Regions from separate parts of the Mus musculus genome. Here region 1 is linked to region 2. The links are chromatin contacts, called in public HiChIP or PLAC-seq maps. All regions are on one chromosome and are shown on one strand. Each heading gives the region's core, a stretch centred on a gene start, on an enhancer-like site or on the middle of the called end of the contact. The rest is flanking DNA. Distances are from core to core; before and after follow the strand shown.

The links. HiChIP or PLAC-seq counts read pairs in DNA pulled down with a chosen protein or histone mark.
Region 1: a contact with region 2 is called in an H3K4me3 HiChIP or PLAC-seq map of the SCID.adh cell line, with 4 times the contacts expected there. The contact joins the enhancer-like site here to the promoter of Wdr70 in region 2. A contact is called at or near these places in 6 of 39 promoter capture datasets (the 3T3-L1 cell line, 3T3-L1-derived adipocytes, the C10 cell line and 3 more), 2 of 15 datasets of contacts at CTCF or cohesin (large pre-B cells and pro-B cells), 4 of 484 Hi-C or Micro-C datasets (LSK cells, myeloid progenitors, pre-B cells and 1 more), 4 of 115 datasets of contacts at active chromatin or transcription factors (the SCID.adh cell line, T-cell acute lymphoblastic leukemia, large pre-B cells and 1 more) and 1 of 9 other capture datasets (adipose tissue).

The regions. Positions count from the first base shown.
Region 1 is chr15:8,624,673-8,628,855 of GRCm38.p6, reverse strand. No RefSeq gene overlaps it. Among named protein-coding and RNA genes, the nearest start is that of Gm46508, 44 kb to the right of the region's middle. Within about 2 kb of position 1,560, at least 44 of the 459 cell types and tissues checked have an H3K27ac peak or open chromatin away from gene starts, as enhancers often do. A contact at or near this core is called in 3T3-L1-derived adipocytes, the SCID.adh cell line and adipose tissue, where this site is marked.
Region 2 is chr15:8,097,906-8,101,603 of GRCm38.p6, reverse strand. Wdr70 (WD repeat domain 70) reads left to right here and starts at 2,395. Exons shown (of 18, transcript NM_001081402.1): 1 at 2,395-2,485; 2 at 2,583-2,648. The coding sequence starts at 2,461.

The DNA of each region.
Region 1 (4,183 bases), core at 311-2,810, 530 kb before region 2:
TAAATTTATTGCTGGGCAGTGGTGGCACATGCCTTTAATCCCAGCATTTGGGAGGCAGAGGCAGTCAGATTTCTGAGTTCAAGGCTAGCCTGGTCTACAAAGTGAATTCCAAGACAGCCAGGGCTATACAGAAAAACCCTGTCTCGAAAAAATAAAAAATAAAAATAATAATAATAAAATAAATTTATTATTTGAGGTAATAAAATTTTTTGTCGTACCACTCAACCCATCGAGAAAACTCAGATCCTTCATTTATTTGCCAGGTATTTATGGAGTGTCAACCTTATCTCAGGCACATTAATGTGCACTGTAGATAAACCTACCCCTCCCTCCACCACCACCCCCACTCCAGAGCTCTATTTTATTCAGGTGTAAAATAGATTTTCGAAGACTAAACTATGTCACCTCCAATGTTTGTATATTGGAACTCAACCCCAGTGAACATGTATTTGGAGAGAGAGCAAGCTCAGAGCAAAGGCCACGTGTCTGAAAGCCAGAAAAGACCAGCTCAGAGGTCAAACATGCGGGTGCGCCAAGGGCTTTCGGCCCCCAGACTGTGACCAATAACTGTGTGTCCTTTAAGCTGCCCAGTCCGTGCTGTTGTGTTAAGGCAGCCCAAGCAGATTAAGATGTAGGACAGGTATAGTCAATGATGGGAAGCACACCAGTGCAGGGTGACGTTCGGAGAGGAACTAGAGAACTTTAAGGACGGGGTAGTCAGGGAGGCTACCCGGGCAAGTCTCCTGTAAAAGATCTTAAGGAAGTAAGGCACCAGCCTTGGATTCATAGGAAAGAAAAGGCTGGTGGTAAAACACCTCAGGTGGGCATTGGTGGGCTTCCCCGGGGGAGGCAAAGTACCACAAGGAGGCAGTGTGGCAGAATGGGGGATGGAGCCAGACAAGGACCAAGGGTCCACTTGAGAGGGTCTTACAAATCACATAGGAGAAGAGGGCTTTAGTCTCGGCGTGCCGGGTTGCCTCCAGCAATGTAAGGGTTAAGAGATCTTTCCTTTAGATTCGAATGTGTTCCTGTCAAAGTTTACACATTGGCATCACAGTGATAGTGAGCAGTGGGCCTTTAAGATGTGAAGATGGGACTTCTTCATGGACAGTGGCTGGAAAAAAAAAAAAAAGGCGGCTCCGTGCAGCCTTCTGTTCCCAATACTCCAGCCTTCCACCATGTGAGGACAGCGTTCTCCCGATCCAGAAAACGAATTCCTCACCTAACCACAGAACCTTTATCTTCATTTCTCTAGCCAGTAGCATTGTGGGAAAGTAAATTCTTGCGCCTTATGCCCCAGTGCAGGGCATGTGATTGTAGTGGGACTAAGACGATATGTAACTCATCTGCTTATCCTCCGGTGTGCAATCCCTCCCGGGTAACGCAGCCGCTTCCTATTAAGATGGTTGGCACCCTGTGTCTCTTGGTGTCCCCGCCCCCTCTTCTCCCCTCTACATTCTTCAATCTGCTCCCGCTGACCTATCGACACAGGGCCCCATGAGACTTCCAGTTTCTCAACCTGTCCTTCGCATTTCACAGGAATAAGAAAAGTTCAGATGTGCCAGTTATGCCCTCTGCTGGTCAGGGCGCAAAAGGCAATCAGGAAATGAGGTCGGGGTAGACCGTATCTTCAGCGACTCCCCTTATGTCAGCCTTTCTTTCTCCAGCCGTGCCCACAGCTGGCAAGACTGGGTTTGGCATTGCCCACTTCTCCTTTTGCATAAGAACCCTGCGGTCTGGCTTATGATAAGAAAGAAGGGAAATGAGGGAATTTAGCAAATGGGATTCCTTTGTAATATATGCTCTCAAGCCTCTTGCCTTGAGACGAGATCCTATTGTGAGAACCAAAAACCTGAGTACTGTCAATTTCTCTCTACTGTAATTATTCCAATTTTTTCAGGCAAATAAGTAGCCTTGGCTGGCTTGGCTGAGAGTATTCTGACAAGTAAAAGGGAAAATTACATCAGCTCGCCTTCAAATATTATGTCAGTGTTATAGAAAAAAAAAATCAAGGCCTGGCAGTAGAGAATTCTTCTCTGGGGTTCTTTTTTCATACAAGTTTTTCAAAAGCTCATCCCCTGCTTCCTATTTCTCCCTTGGAGATTTATTCATCTATGAAACTCAAACCATTCGAGCCTTTTATGTCTGGCTGAGTTTTGCCTCTATAATTTATTCCACATAGATTTCCCCCCTTGAAATTGCAGCCTGTGCCAGCAGGTCACCCAGGACTTCCTGCCCTTCAGAGGCCCCATAAGATAAAAGGGTAAAAGCCCTCACTGGAGAGAGAGATGGGCCACCCTAGAAGTCAGATGCTGAAGGGGCTTGGCCCCAACTTCTAGCTCTGGCTCACGCCACGCCTGCATCCTGTCTGGTTCTTTCCTCATGAAAACCTAAGTGAGGAGAGAGGTGGCCCCACATAAAGTTAGCAGGCGTCTTCTCCAAGATCAAGGAAAACTTTGATAGAGTTGGGAAGAAAGCCAGTAACCATTGGCTTCCTGTCCTGATGGGAAGGCAGAGACGGCATCTCCAACCCGAATCCCACTGTGCAGAGGAACATCAAGGGTCCATCTTTGGAGAATGAAAAACTCCCTTACCCATCAGCTTCTGCTCACATTCTGCTCCCACCCAGTGCTCGCTGTGAGCTCCCGAGGCAAGGAGTCACTCCTGGTAGTTACATCTGTGCTCGGACTGTGTAGCCTGAAGCTCCAGAGCTTTTTTTTCTTTTGAAATTTTATCTGTCCATCCATCTATCCATCCATCTATCTATCTATCTATCTATCTATCTATCTATCTATCTATCTATCTACCTATCTATCATCTATCCATTGGAAAAGATATGTGTGGAGGTCAGAGGACAGCTATGAGAGTCAGATCTCTCCTCCCACTATCCAGGTTCCAGGTACTCAACTCAAGTCATCCAGCTTGACAGCAAATGTTTTTACCCACCAAGCCATCTCTCCAGCCCTAGTCTCCTCTCTCTACACACTGTATTACCTGCACGTGTGGCCTCACATCTCTGTACCCAGCATTGCCTCCTCCTCTGGGGAATTAGAATCAAAGAAGTTTACAGAACCTTAATCAACACACTTTTGGTTCATGCCCAGCACCTACAGTGCTGAAAAAAATTAGAACTTTATTAGGGCTGAGATTAAGCCGAATACCATACACCAGTCTGGGCGCAGGACTCTGTGTGGTTACACCACTTCCGAAAGCTCAGGAGCCCAACAGACGTTTCCCACAGTTAGCACACGTGTCCACGCTAAAGTGTTGCCCTCCTGAGTTTCGTCACCCATGGCTGTGTCTGCAGAGGAAGCAGTGCCACCACAGGATGGCAGCAAATCATCACCATTGTGCTCCCTGGCTCTAAAGCCACATCAGTCTGTGGAAGTGGGTAATTTAGTAATAAAAGCAAGACAGGTCCAGGGAGTCAATGCTCTGGTGAGGAAGATTATGCAGAAATACATCACAAGAAAACAGGGACACAAATCAACACTCAGAAAAGCTGGTGTGCAAACAAGCAAACAAAAACAAAACAAACAAACAAAAAACACCCCACCTTACCTAAGCTCCAATAAAACAATCCTAGGTTCCTGGTGTCGATACTCCAGATGTCCCCATCACCCAAGATTCCCTAGTGATAATCATCTGGGCAAAACATCTGGTCTACCAGTTCCAGGCTCATGATAACTATGCACTAACTCATCAATACTGCTTGTTAGACAAGCACAGATCCTATCAGGGAAAACAATGTAGCAATGATATTCATGTGGTGATTACAAGCGGAGGGTGAGACAGGGCATCCAAGGGAACAACACTACGGGCCAGGTCTGTCTTCATCCCTCCACATCTCTATGGAGTAGTTAATCCAGTGTGCTGCCCCAAGCATCATGACACACAGACTACACAGTAGGACTACCCCATGCCTACGTGTTTCTGGCCTATGTTTTTGGTACTCAGTCTTCCTTGCACATTAGAAATGCCCTTGTTTCGTTAAGTTATAATGTTCTCTTGTTATGTATAGCATAAAAACTTCACATACAGAAGAGGGAAGAATGTGCTAAAAGTCTTAAATATGTCAACATCTCACAAAGAAACCTGTAAATAGACCTTAATTTATTTACTTACCTATGAAAAAGTGGAGGCTTAGAGGATACATAGTTTATTCGAGGTAAAGTCTCTATTT
Region 2 (3,698 bases), core at 1,146-3,645:
ACCACGATTCAGAAGACCAGTTGAAACAACTAGCCTCGTGTGACTGAGCAACTCCTAGATTCTTGGATGTTCCATTCACAGCTGCCCATCGCTGGATTAGTTAGCGCACAGACTAAGTCATTACAATAAATTCCCTTAATACAGAGAGACATTCCAAAAGTTCTGTGATTTAACCTCTAAGGACTTTCCACCAGTCAATTGTTTTCTTTGCTATGGCTCCTTGCTCCTTTTTGTCCAGTAGAGACTTAAATGGCTTACTGTCTGGCCCTCCCCAATTGATGAATCATTCAGAAAAACTAATATTCTAATGTGCCCTATTTTAGTACGCCATTGCTTTTGCTTCAACAGTCAATATAATCAATATAGTGAAGAAATCCCCAACTGGTATCTTAGATTATTTGCCAAAGAGTCTTGATCATATGGGCACTCTTAAACAGTCTGCAGATTGCACTGGGAATCATTGATTGAGTGGCTTCCTGTTTTGATTAATGAATAAATTCATTTTCTTCAAGAGAAATAAAAATCTTCCATTACACTTTACAGTTATGTTTATGAAGTTGTTTCACGCATACTCAACAGAAATAGTTTAATGTGGAAGCTGCATTGTTGTCATCATTGATTGATAGCAGAGTGTCTTTTTAAAATGATGTTTATGGTGATAAATACCAATTCTAATGGGGTGATGGAATAGCTATTTTTTTTTCATTTTCTCTAGTGCTTTTCAGTTTAAAGTTTAATATATCATGAATCTCAAAATTTCTTCTCCTTGACAATTGAGGAGCTGAAACTATTACTTATGAGCTTAAAGGTTATGGATACATAATATCATTCATAAAGTTCTACTCCAGTATCTAATGGCTGCTTATTTATGCTCAGAAAAGAAATATTAGCACCAATAATAACATATTTGAGAGTAGGCAAAATAAATTAGCCTTACTGGTTGAAGTTCAGGGTAATTTGTCACTAGTAATCTCTTGAGGCAAACCCAAACTTCCTTGCTACAAATTATATACATCTTGTGCATAGGAAAAGTAACTTGCCTTCACAACCATTTCTTCTTATTAATTCATTTAATAACCACTCAAGAGTGCCTGCCCAGCCATTATATTATGAAGACAGACTAGGGTATCACATGGTAGGTGGGCCTTATTTAGTTGGAGGCCTACAAAGTTCTACAGATGCTTTCAAAAGCAGGAGAGATTTAATTTGATAGTTGGAGATGAGCTGGTTGGATCAATGACTTGGTGAAGAGTTAAAGCATTCAGGACTATGTGTTCTGAGGCCGCTCCCTGCACTAAATGGGAATGTTGAAAATGACAAGATTGGAATAGAAAGGTTTTGGAAGTCAGGCTAACCTTTTATTAAATTTGTATTTTTTTGTGGTGGAGATCCAATACAGACCCTTAGCCTTGTCTATGCTAAGCAACCACAGATCTACAGCTTCTTTGTACTAATAAATTTTTCTTTTACTCTAAGGACAATGGAAGCATTAGATAATCATTATCAATGAACCATAGACAGAGACAGGAGTCTAATATTGGGGCTCAGGAGTAATTTTATCAAAGAATTTTCATTCTTGAGTGGACTACAAGGCTCAGTAGGAAATTGTCTTTTCTGCTAAGCTTGTGACTTGAGGTCCACCCCCAGAACCACATAGTAGAAGAATAGGTCTGCAGGTTGCACAGTAAGGCATGTTTATACCACGTCCACAATCATTGAGTGCATGTGAAAATGAAGTATTTTCACTTGGCTTGGTAGCACACATCTTTAAAAGCTTGGGAGGCAGAGGAATCTAGATGGGTCTCTGAGTTCTGGGCCAGGCATGGATTACAAAATGAGAGACTCTGACAAAAGAAAAATTCAACCAAGTATTTGTTTTAGACTTTAAAAGTATATTAAATGATGTGTCATTAAGAATAGGAACAGAGTTGTAAAGAAACTAAAATAAATTGGAAACACAGTAGTTATGTAACATGTAACATTTGGAACCCTTAGTAAACAAGGCTAGCCTAGAGAGTGGAGACTGAGGGCAAGCGCTTTAAACATTCCTAACAACTCTTCAGTTTTCTGGCATCTTTATAACTAGATAGTGGTTTCTTCAAGCATACTGAGAAGATGGGCAGCAGTGGAAGTTTCATCATGTACGTCAAGTACATTACGAATATAGATAAAAGTAGCATGCAAATAACAAGATTCTGTTGATTTCCTTAGAAACGTGCCAGGACTTTGCTTGAGAACGCATCTGAAACCACCGAAAGGTTTTAGGGAACTCCCAAACTAGACCTCCTCGTGGCTTGTCAGCGCATTCCCTCCGCACCGCTAGGGGGCGAGAGTCCGAAAGCCTGCCTACCCACGCAGCCGGGCCGCTCTTGGCGACGCGGTCTCGGTGACGACACTTCCGTCGGGCTTGCCGGGAGTCGCGCGCTGCTGCATCCACGGAGGCGGTGGGCTCGGGCAGTCATGGAGCACTCGGGAACCAGCGAAGGTGGGTGTGGGTTAGGCGGGCCAGCCGGGGTGGAGGGCCGTGCTGGGCACTGGAGCGCCGGGCTGACGGCCGGTCTGTCCTTTGTTTCTTGCTCCAGTGACAGGCGCAGACACGGCGGGACCCGACCCTCAGCTGGCGGTCACCATGGGCTTCACAGGATTCGGTGAGTGACTGCCCGGGGCAGAGCCCAGCCCGACTTCGCCCGGGGCTTGCGAGTAAAGGGTAGGAGAGCTGCCACTTTTGACCGGCGCCTTCCGCCGTGCCAAATCCGAATCGGTCCCATTTAAACTGTTGAGACCAGTTCAGGTGACAGTTGGAAACCTTGACGGAAAGGGATTACTATGGTGACCCAGTCTGAGAAAGACATTTAGTGGCGACCATTAAATAACATTTTGGTGGATATAGCGTTTCTTCCTCTTCAGTCTTAATGTATACCCTGGTCTTGTCACATTATTAGGTGATTTAAAAGAAAAAACAGTCTCAAAAGACATAATCATCTGTTAATAGTATCAGTGCTAGAAAAATCAAATGGAAATTGACCTGTAATTTGTTTTGGGAACAAATGTCTCTCTGATGTACCTAGTTCTCATTCATTCATTGTTTCATTTATTCATCTACTTAGCTTCTTCTAGGTAATTAGTCGATAAAAGGGTAGTTACAGTATTTACTTTTTTTCTTTCTTTTCTCCCTTCTTTTCTTCTTTTTCCTTCCCTCTTCCACCTCCTCTTTTCCTCTTCTTCCTATTCATTCTCCTCTTTTGTTTGTTTGTTTGTTTTTTGTTTTTTTCTAGACAGGTTTTGTGTGTGTGTGTGTGTGTGTGTGTGTGTTTGTGTAACAGTCCTGGCTGTCCTGGATATCACCCTGTAGACCAGGCTGGCATCGAACCCGTAAAGATCTGCTTGCTTCGGTCTCCCGGTTGCCTGGATTAAAGGCTTGAGCTACCACCACCCGGTGGATTTATTTTTTTAAAAGATAAATGTATATATAGTTATATTTCTGAGCGGTTGTTTTGCCTCTATGTCTGTGCACCATTTGCCTGCAGTACCTATGGGGGCCAGAAGAGGTCACTGGGTCCCATGGAACTAGAGTTACAGATGGTTGTGAGCCACCTTGTGGGCCCTGGGAACTAAACATGTCCTTTGCAAGAGCAACAAGTGTTCTTAACTTGTGAATCATCTCTCCAACTCCTGTTTTTGACTTCAGAAAATTAGGA